Linked DNA regions of Mus musculus: regions 2 and 3 are each linked to region 1. Evidence: chromatin contacts called from public Hi-C data. All regions are on one chromosome and are shown on one strand. The core of a region is the stretch at or near the end of the contact, and the rest is flanking DNA. Distances in the headings are between cores, read along the strand shown.

Region 1 (3,195 bases), core at 256-2,755:
TGAAAACAGAAACTTCTTCCTAAGTTTAAGTTGACCAAGAGTGAACCCAAATTTGAATTCTTCACTTCTCTTCCCCGATCTTCTGTCTGCCTATAGTTCATGGTTACTGGCCATGTATTTGTAATGTGTATCTAATGTTTATTGTACTTGTCTGATCTATTGATTGTGGCATTGTTTCTGTCTCCTTGTGCTTGTCTGACATGTATCTGTCCTTAACAAAAACTTTTGTTTTGTACTTATTGAGTAGCACAAAAAACATGGCATGAGAAAGGAATGAAGGATACTTTTTGCAAAACTCTTTTAACAAAGTTTCATGAGGAAACAAGTTACTTCACTGACCTCAACTGACCCAGAATAGCACTCAAAACGACAAATGTGTTATCAACCTATATCCACATGTTACTTCCAATATTTATGCTATATTTGTTTTGTTTAAGGTTGTTTTCAACCTAGTGGCTTGTGACGACAGGAGGAGGAAGACTTCCACAATTTGCTCTTGCACAGGCACACACAAGGCATAGTAAGATTGATTATGTTGTTTTCCCAACGGTAGGTTAAAATTAAGCAGGCTTTGCACACTAGGGTAGCAGGGCGAGTACACGATCTTAAATGGTCTTAAATGAACTCAAGGTATATTATTAACTTGGCTGCAAAGTGGCAAAAGTTCATTCTTTTCGAAGGTGAGACATTTTCAGAAAAATTTCTCACTATACAATTCCTGTTTTCTGAGTGCTGGGGTTACAGAGGTCTTCTATGAAAACCAGCAACTCCTTTAGTTCTTCATAAAATAAATAATAAACTATAGTTACTGTTTGAAGAGTGTGAGAGTACACTTGGATTTTGGTGCCCATTTGTTGGATGATTTACTGAAATGGAACGTAGTAAGCTAGGCCCAGCAAGTAGGTACCATATAAATGGCCCTTTTACAGGTCTGTTTATCCTCTGTTGGGGGTGGGGCAGGGGCAGGGAGGTAAATGACACCCAGGGAAGCAATGATGGAAAAGTATCCTCTGTGACCCTGGGAAAGCCAGAGACTAGTACTGATCCACATTTCACAGAAGTGTCCTGCTGGCTTTCCTGTTTGAAGAGGCCAGCTTACTCCTTTACATAACAGCATGGACTATTATGAGGACCTGGGAGCCAAGACTTTCCCAACATGACATTAAGAGCTTCTGAGAGTCTAGGGCAAGGAGGGACCAGAGCCAATGCAGACAGGGTACATCCCTTTGCTTCCATGTTCCACGTCATTAGCCTGTTTTGTGATAGGCTAGGCTTCATCTCAGGTTTTCTTTCATTTTTACCCGCCCCCCATTTGTTCTTTACAAGCTTTGGAATGTGTGAGTAGCATCAGAATTTATCAGTTTTCCTTGCTCTTTGCTTCTGTGAACCACTTGTCAAGACAGCGTGACCTTTTCCAATCAATTTCTTACGAAGCCTAGAGACTAACTAGCCTTCAAACCTGCTTCAAGAGGTCAAAGAGTAGGTTTTACTTGATGACAAGCTGGAAACATCAGCTGCTGTTAATAATTTTCACTGTGTTTACCTAAGTGCATGTGTACTTTGATCTGTGTTACAATTGAGGCATCAGTCTCTCTTCTAAAATTCTCACTGCTTTAACAGCATAGGTTCATGGACACAGGAATTTATCTATCATGTACAAACTAGGTTATAAATTAGTCCATTTTTGAGCAGGACCCAGGCACCCAGGAACTCTACCCAACCAGTGGCACCCTTTCCTTCCGGTCTGGGCCAGTGCCCTGAACAGACCTTGGGCACAAACTCTGCAGCCAGTCTCACAACACCCAGAAGAAGCTCAAATCCCAGCTGTTCTAATAAACCCAGGAGCCAAGGATCCTAGAATCCCAGGAGCTTGGTCACACCAGGATCTCAGGGTCTCAGAGGCAGTTTGAATCCCAGGAGCTTTGACACACCCAGGATCTCAGGATCACAGAATCATGGGACCACAGAGACAGCTGAACTCTTAGGAATTCTGACACAACCAGGATCAGAGGAAGGACAGGCTCCAGTCAGATATATCGAGGGCAGGTAACACTAGAGATAATCAGATGGAGGGAGGCAAGCATAATAACATAAGCAGCAGAAACCAAGGCTATTTGGCATCACCAGAACCCAATTCTCCCACCATAGCAAGTCCTAGATACATCATCACACTGGAAAAGCAACGTTCAGATCTAAAATCACTTCTTATGATAGTGATAGAGGACTTTAAGAAGGCCATAAATAATTCCCTTAAAGAAATACAGGAGAACACAAGTAAACAGCTTGAAGCCCTTAAAGAGGAAACACAAAAATCCCTTAAAGGATAATAGGAAAACACAACCAAAAAGGTAAAGAAACTGAACAAAACCATCCAGGATCTAAAATTGGAAATAGAAACAATAAAGAAATCACAAAGGGAGAAAACCCTGGAGATAGAAAAACTAGGAAAGAGATCAGGAGTCATAGACGCAAGCATCACCAACAGAATATAAGAAATAGAAGAGAGAATCTCAGGTGCAGAAGATACCATAGAAAACATTGATACAACAGTCAAAGAAAATACAAAATGCAAAAAAGCTCCTAACCCAAAACAATCAGGAAATCCAGGACACAATGAGGAGACCAAACCTAAGGATAATAGGTATAGAAGAGAGTGAAGATTCCCAACTTAAAGGGCCAGTAAATATCTTCAACACAATTATAGAAGAAAACTTCCCTAACCTAAAGAAAGAGATGCCCATGAACATACAAGAAGCCTACAGAACTCCAAATAGATAGGAAAAAAGAAATTCCTCCCGACACATAATAATCAAAACACCAAGAAATATTATTAAAGCAGTAAGGGAAAAAGGTCAAGTAACATATAAAGGCAGACCTATTAGAATTACACCAGACTTCTCACCAGAGACTATAAAAGCCAGATGATTCTGGGCAGATGTCATACAGACCCTAAGAGAACACAGGCTACTATACCCAGCAAAACTCTCAATTACCATAAATGGAGAAAACAAGATATTCCACGACAAAACCAAATTTACACAATATCTTTCCATAAATCCAGCCCTACAAAGGATAATAGATGGAAAATAGCAATACAAGGAGGGAAACTACGCCCTAGAAAAAGCAAGAAAGTAATCTTTCAACAAACCCCAAAGAAGTCAGCCACACAAATATAATTCCATCTCTAACAAGAAA
Region 2 (3,195 bases), core at 237-2,736, 900 kb after region 1:
TAGGGCCTGGAGAAAAAAATGTTAGATATTCAAATGCAAGTTGCTTAATGGTCCTAATACAGTCCTAAGTAGTTGATCTCTCTTTCTCTCTCTCTCTCTCTCTCTCTCTCTCTCTCTCTCTCTCTCCCTCCCTCCCCCCTCTCTCTGTCTCTCTGTCTCTCTGTCTCTCTGTCTCTCTGTCTCTCTGTCTCTCTGTCTCTCTGTCTCTCTCTCTCTCTCTCTCTCTCTCTCTCACACACACACACACACACACACACACACACACACACAGAGTCCAATCAGTTAACTAGAGGTTTTATGGCATACATACATAAAGTAGATGTTAGTATAAAATGAATATATAATTTGGTTGGGGATTTTATTAAGATGTAATTACTGTAGTTTGGAACACTTGGAGATCAGGGATGTAATGGATCCTCACAGCTATAAGAGGTTAAGATACTGTGTTTCCTTGAGTGAAAGGGCTGAATAAGATACTTTGGTGATACAATGCTGGGACCCTCCTGTTCTTACTACTTGGAATCCTAAGAAGTTTTACCCACTAGATTAACATGTAAAAAAATAGATAAATAAAATAAAAAGACCAAACAAGAACAACAACAACAATAAAAAACAGTTCAGGCCTTCTTAGGATCAATGAAATAAAGTTATGTCTCTCCCTGAAATTTGTCTGTATTCTGGGAAGTACTGTATTGTTAATATTCTTAAGCACTTCTGAAAAGCCCATGTAATATTACACATTAGGAAAGACTTAAATTACTCAGACAAATAGTATCATGTGGATCAAATGGAAGCCACTGAGATCAATCTCTGTACTTTGTAGGCATTAATGATGTATCAGTTTCAATTAATATGCTGAAATGATAGCTTTGGTTAAGTGACTTACAACTTAGCTAAAATCTTTACCAGATCACTCTGGCAAGACAATCAAGATGGCTACAACACAGTCAAGTAGATAAGCTGTTTAGTGTCATGATGTGACGAACTTGAATAAGTTTTATTTCTTAATGTTAAAGATGACCTGAGGATTTCTCCTTCTTTCAAATAGAAGTGTGTCTTTGGGATATAATAAATCACATTTCTATGCAACTTATTATTGGTTATTTCTTAGTTTTTCTCCTGATCAGAAATATAGAAAGAGAAGAAACGGAAACTTGAGCTGTGTTTGATTTGATGAATCTCTAGATCAAATATTGCTCACAATTTTAGCTCAAGAAAACCACTATGAGAAATCAGCAAACAAAAGCACAGAAATTAAAAATGTTACTCAGTATTCTTGCTCATTATCATTCACTTCTTAAGTTTTTGAAAGGTGATGTTGTTCAATCAATAAAATCTTTTTTCCCTCTGAGGAAATAGATTTTGCAATAGTTATTCATGATTACGTAAAGTCTCCAAAGTACATTCTTTTGCTATAAAGAGAAAAACTAGATCAGTTAAAATGATGCCTTGCTGATTATAGTTGTTTACTCTCTTTTTGGACTCAGCTGGTCATCTAGTAGCTGCTTCTGTATCTAGTTTGGGATACTGTTTCCAGGTTTTCAGCCTCTATCTAGCAGAGAGGTGCCAGTCTTGGCTACCTGTGTATCGTTGATTCCTTTCACCTGGTGTTAAAACCAGGATTTCACAGGAGAATGAAACAACAAAGCATAAGCTGGACAGCTTTGTGACACAGCAGAGTGTGTGACTATATAGCTCCCTGTGCTTCTCTTGTGCCGTTACAGTACTCAAGTAAATGAAGATAATTGATCTTAGAAACTGGATTGTTTTCCTTTTGTCAATGGACGCTATTTTGTTCAAAATGCATTCTAACCTTCTGCTTCAGAACAGAATGGGAGTTTAAAAGATGGATGTTTTTGTTGTTGGAAAAATGGGAGGTAAAACTGCTGACCCTTCCCTAGGCTTCCTCCACCCCATCTCTAGACATGGTGACATTGGCACGGACAGGGATTGTCACACAGAAATTTATAGCTTATTCCTGTCTCTTCATAAATTGACTAAAATTTTTGAAAGAAAAAATATATAGGTGTATAAAATAGCTAGTTACAGGTCGTGTTCTATTTAGCCTTGATTGAAACGTATTGCTCCTTAGTATCTTTTAGCAATGAAAATTATAATATGGAAGAGAGATTAGAATGAAATTATCATGGCTAGGAGGCATTTACTCAGTGGTGGCAGCCACATAAACCTGGGTCCTGAGAATGATGATAATGCATTAGGTTCTGCATGCCTGATATTATTGCCACACATTATGTATGTTTCATTTATACTCTTTCGCACACACCAGCAACGCTGACAGATAGGTAATTACTCTCTGCGCCAATGAGCAGTTATCAGCACCACTGCTGTTTATTGCAGAAATGAAGTGCGCGTGTCAGTCAAGGTCACTTGTGTGTATGTCCTCCTTAATAGTTCCTTCACAGTTGTTGAACTTTGCACACAGCTCTTACTGCGAGGTTCCTAGAGGGTACATTGCTGTATTTCTGCTGTAACCAGACTCACTGGTATTTATCACCTTAATTGATAAACAACTAACTCATAGAAAGTAGAACTAAAGATGTGAGAAAACATATTTGGCTAATCAGCTGATCCCAGAAGGCATTTCACAAGGAATGACCTAAAGGAGATGCCGTCAGCACCAGCCCTGTTAGGGGATCACCTGCCAGCAGCTTAAGTAAAAATTTCTAATGAGATTTTATTTTTATAATATTAACTTTAATTTCCACAACTGATGGGTACAGACACAATTTCATAACTATGGCCGACTGAGCATTTAATCCTTAGAGGTGCTGATGTCTGTTCATTTCTTGTGCTGTACACAGCTTATTTTCATTCCTTGTACTTTTGCAATAGACAAAATCCATTTGGCTTGACTTCCAGACAGTCACGTTTATGTTTTAGATATGTGCCATCAGCCCTCCCCTTACTATAAAAATACTATAAGTCTAATGTGACCCTCCTCTTTGTGTTAAAGCACTAGCCTTCTTCCAAAATGAACAGTGCATAGTGCGTTTTTGAGACTTGAAATGAATTCAATGTCCTTGTGTTGATCCCATGCACCCTGTAATTTCATCTGTTACAAAATAAGAGAATGGTTCGTCTTTTTATTTTTGTTTGTTAGCTACAGTGCTTTATTAGACACTGGAATAACCTTTTTAGGGTATAATAATTTATCCAGTCAAGATAACTGGAGCT
Region 3 (3,195 bases), core at 213-2,712, 880 kb after region 1:
GCATTCTGTCATTTTGGTTACCTGTGATCAAGTCTGTCCTAAAATCATTAAGGGAAAAATTCCAGAAATAATATTGAAAATTTAGATTACACTGTTCTGAGTAGTGCTTGCTGTTCTGGACACTATTATCACAACACAGGATGACAATTGTTCTATTTTATTGTTAGCAATTGTTCATCTCCTGCTGTTCCTATTTTATAAATTAAGCTTTATCTTTGCGGTATATCCTGTTTGACATGCATATATGTTTGGTATTCTCTGAAGTCCCAGGTGTCCACTGGGGGAAAAGTTCACAGTTTCTAAGGTGAGTTCTAGCGCATGCTAAATGAAATGAAGGGCCTTCTGCTTCTATTGCACAGTAAGCTTATTCAGACATATTCAGACTCCATTTTCTTAGATACACACAACTTCATGGGGGCTAGACTGTAGATCATTTAAAATCATCCCTGTAGTAAGCTTCTCAGTACAAACAGGAAAATATTTTGGGAAAAGGATTATCAAATTATTTTATTTATCAGGGAATTGAGAGCAAAGGGTCCTTAGCCTACATGTTTTGTTCTTGTTCCATAAAAGGGGCCCATTTTCCATTAGTTTCACCTCAAGAAGATAACACCTTAATTAAACTCCAGTGGGTCAATTTAATTAAAATGTGTCACTCAGATTCTCACAGGGGAACCCAGTATCCAGGAAGCATGCCTTCTGCTTCTTCTCTGACTGCTGCCGTATCTCAGACACTGTTCATACCAGGGCTGGGGATAGTAATGGCTACAGGCTTTGCACATGCCCTGTGCCTGCTAAAGAAAGTGTAGGCCTTCTCAAGACTAACAGTGAGGGTGATATTCAATAGAACATTAGAACACAGATTTTTGAATCAGCACTCAGTTTCTTTTCTAACACTACATTCACCAAGGGATCCCTGTCATTTCTGTTAAGCCTCATAAGCAGGAAGATGTTGAAGAAATATTTCATACCTTTCCCTTTTTACCTCCTTTCCTTGTCCATATCTCTTTTCCTTTGTCTCACCTGGTATATATATGAAATCCTTTTAGTAGTTACTTCCTGGAGGCTACAAGCAAAGACAGGAGAGCCTAGAGATTTATTAAAGATCTCCAGGTTCTGAGGATTCATTCTCATGACTGTCCTCTGACTCTCTAAATACATGGTTTTATTTTATGTCCATAGGCTAAAAGAAATTCAGATATATCCTGGAGATTATAAAAGAAACACAAGAGGAGTTTAATATTGACCTACAAAGCTAGGCAAGCCTCTAAGCAGCCCACTTCTCAGTATCTTCTCCTTTTCATTATGACACTGGCTTTATGGCTTTAGTCTCTATGTAAATATGAAATATTTGTTGACAAATTCAGAAATGACAGATAATATGATGCTCTCTAATCTGATGCCTTTGGGTGGGAAAATGTCTCTTTTGATTATCAACCCATGATCCTCTCCTACCCCATGACTGCCTGCCATTATCCCTCCAATGCTTGTTGTTTGGCTTTTTCTCCATGAGTACAGGACAACCAACCATTTACCTAGTGGTCTGCACTCTTGCACATATAGGTGTTCTGATAGTTTTCATTCTTGAAAACTGTCTTCCCTAGCATATTATGTCAAAAATTTGCATAGTCAACTAGTGAAAACTTGACAGTCAACTCGTGTTATGTAAGCTTCTTCACTTTTAACAGTCCACATTTTTTTTTCTAGTTTCTTTTCCAGGTTTTATTTCTTTTGTTTCATTATGGCCTTTTCTTTAAAAGATCCATGAAACAATTCTGATCTGTCTTTTGTTCCATATGATTTTATATTGCTGTTTTTGTTTATGTAAGATTGGTAAAATTTGAGGTCAAAGAGTATGCCTATTTTGTTTTAATAAATATTTGAGGATTGCCTAAGGAATCTGTGTAATTGTACTTTGATCAAAAGCTGCTCTTAGTTATTTTCTGGAATATTTGTTTTGGCTCATGGGTTCTGAGAGTTCAATACCTCTTGGCTAGATCTTGTACTGAAAAGGCTCATGGTAGAGAAAAACAGATTGCTACAGCAGCCAAGAGGGAGAGGGAAAGAGGGAGGGAGTGAAGGAGTAGACAGGGATGGAGGAAGGGAAGGAGTAGACAGGGATAGAGGGAGGGAAGGAGTAGACAGGGATGGAGGGAGGGAAGGAGTAGACAGGGATGGAGGGAGGGAAGGAGTAGACAGGGATGGAGGGAGGGAAGGAGTAGACAGGGATGGAGGGAGGAAAGGAGTAGACAGGGATGCCGGGAGGAAGGGAGAAGGGAGGGAGGGAAGGAGACACAAATTCATAACACATAAGAATGTGTGATCCTAAAATCCTTGAAGGAACATCCCTACCTTACCTTAAACCCATCCAGGAGAACTCACCTCCTAAACACCCCACCAGCTTCCAAGAGCTCTACAAGCTGGGGATTACTGAGTACACAATATTTGGAAGACAGTAAAGATCCCAACCAGCTACATTTAGTGGTGCTCTTATAATCCTAGCACTCAGAAGATTGGGGCACGAGTATCTCAACTTCTAAGATCAGCATAAGTCATGAAGTAAAACAACAAACAAACAACTACAAAAAGAAAAACCAACCAGCCACTAGTCACCAGGCAAACCAAAGTAGTAACCATAAAACAAAGAAAGATAGACAGACTGGTCTCCAATCAACATCTAAGTTTTACAAATTCTTTCTTTTGGCCAAATGTTTTTATATACATTTAACACCTTGATTAAGTACAAACTAAATTTACAGAATTGGGTAGTAAACAAATGATCAGAGATAGTATTAGAAGGTTTATTTGGGTATATGCCCACTAAACTTCTGTGTTGTTTGGAATTCAGTAGAGATTTAAAACATTTATCCACAATACATTTAAGGAGTCGCTAGTTTTCCTAGCCTGGGCATTTTTTTTTTTTAAATAGAAACTCTGACTTGTGTAATTGTTCTAAATAAATTTGATTTCCACTGGCAATCCTGATTCTACGCAGATCACGGCTCTTCCCTACAGAGTAGAAAGAACCATAAATTCTCCAGAGACTCTATACATCATTGTCTTGATGGTCTGTGTTCCTGGAGTATGGTGCAAAGATGTTTGGTTTGGGGCTGTGTTCCTGGAGTATGGTGCAAAGGTGTTTGGTTTGGGGCTATGTTCAAAACTTGTTTCCAAATGGTTTTCACAACATTCATA

What was found. A called contact is a pair of places that touch in the nucleus more often than the background predicts.
Region 2: a Hi-C map of liver shows a contact between it and region 1, with 3 times the contacts expected there. The contact joins two enhancer-like sites. A contact is called at or near these places in 8 of 39 promoter capture datasets (the C10 cell line, cranial neural crest, frontonasal cranial neural crest and 5 more), 1 of 15 datasets of contacts at CTCF or cohesin (stem cell-derived epiblast-like cells), 30 of 484 Hi-C or Micro-C datasets (the HL-1 cell line, Sertoli cells, adipose-derived mesenchymal stem cells and 17 more) and 1 of 115 datasets of contacts at active chromatin or transcription factors (astrocytes).
Region 3: a Hi-C map of liver shows a contact between it and region 1, with 2.8 times the contacts expected there. The contact joins two enhancer-like sites. A contact is called at or near these places in 8 of 39 promoter capture datasets (the C10 cell line, cranial neural crest, frontonasal cranial neural crest and 5 more) and 2 of 484 Hi-C or Micro-C datasets (both in liver).

Annotation. Positions count from the first base shown.
Region 1 is chr3:19,065,886-19,069,080 of GRCm38.p6, reverse strand. No RefSeq gene overlaps it. Among named protein-coding and RNA genes, the nearest start is that of Armc1, 96 kb to the left of the region's middle. Within about 2 kb of position 1,505, at least 6 of the 459 cell types and tissues checked have an H3K27ac peak or open chromatin away from gene starts, as enhancers often do. A contact at or near this core is called in liver, where this site is marked.
Region 2 is chr3:18,164,437-18,167,631 of GRCm38.p6, reverse strand. The region is part of intron 1 of Cyp7b1 (cytochrome P450, family 7, subfamily b, polypeptide 1); the gene reads left to right. Among named protein-coding and RNA genes, the nearest start is that of Gm23686, 12 kb to the left of the region's middle. Within about 2 kb of position 1,486, at least 2 of the 459 cell types and tissues checked have an H3K27ac peak or open chromatin away from gene starts, as enhancers often do. A contact at or near this core is called in liver, where this site is marked.
Region 3 is chr3:18,190,263-18,193,457 of GRCm38.p6, reverse strand. All of the region lies in intron 1 of Cyp7b1 (cytochrome P450, family 7, subfamily b, polypeptide 1), which reads left to right. Among named protein-coding and RNA genes, the nearest start is that of Gm23686, 14 kb to the right of the region's middle. Within about 2 kb of position 1,462, at least 4 of the 459 cell types and tissues checked have an H3K27ac peak or open chromatin away from gene starts, as enhancers often do. A contact at or near this core is called in liver, where this site is marked.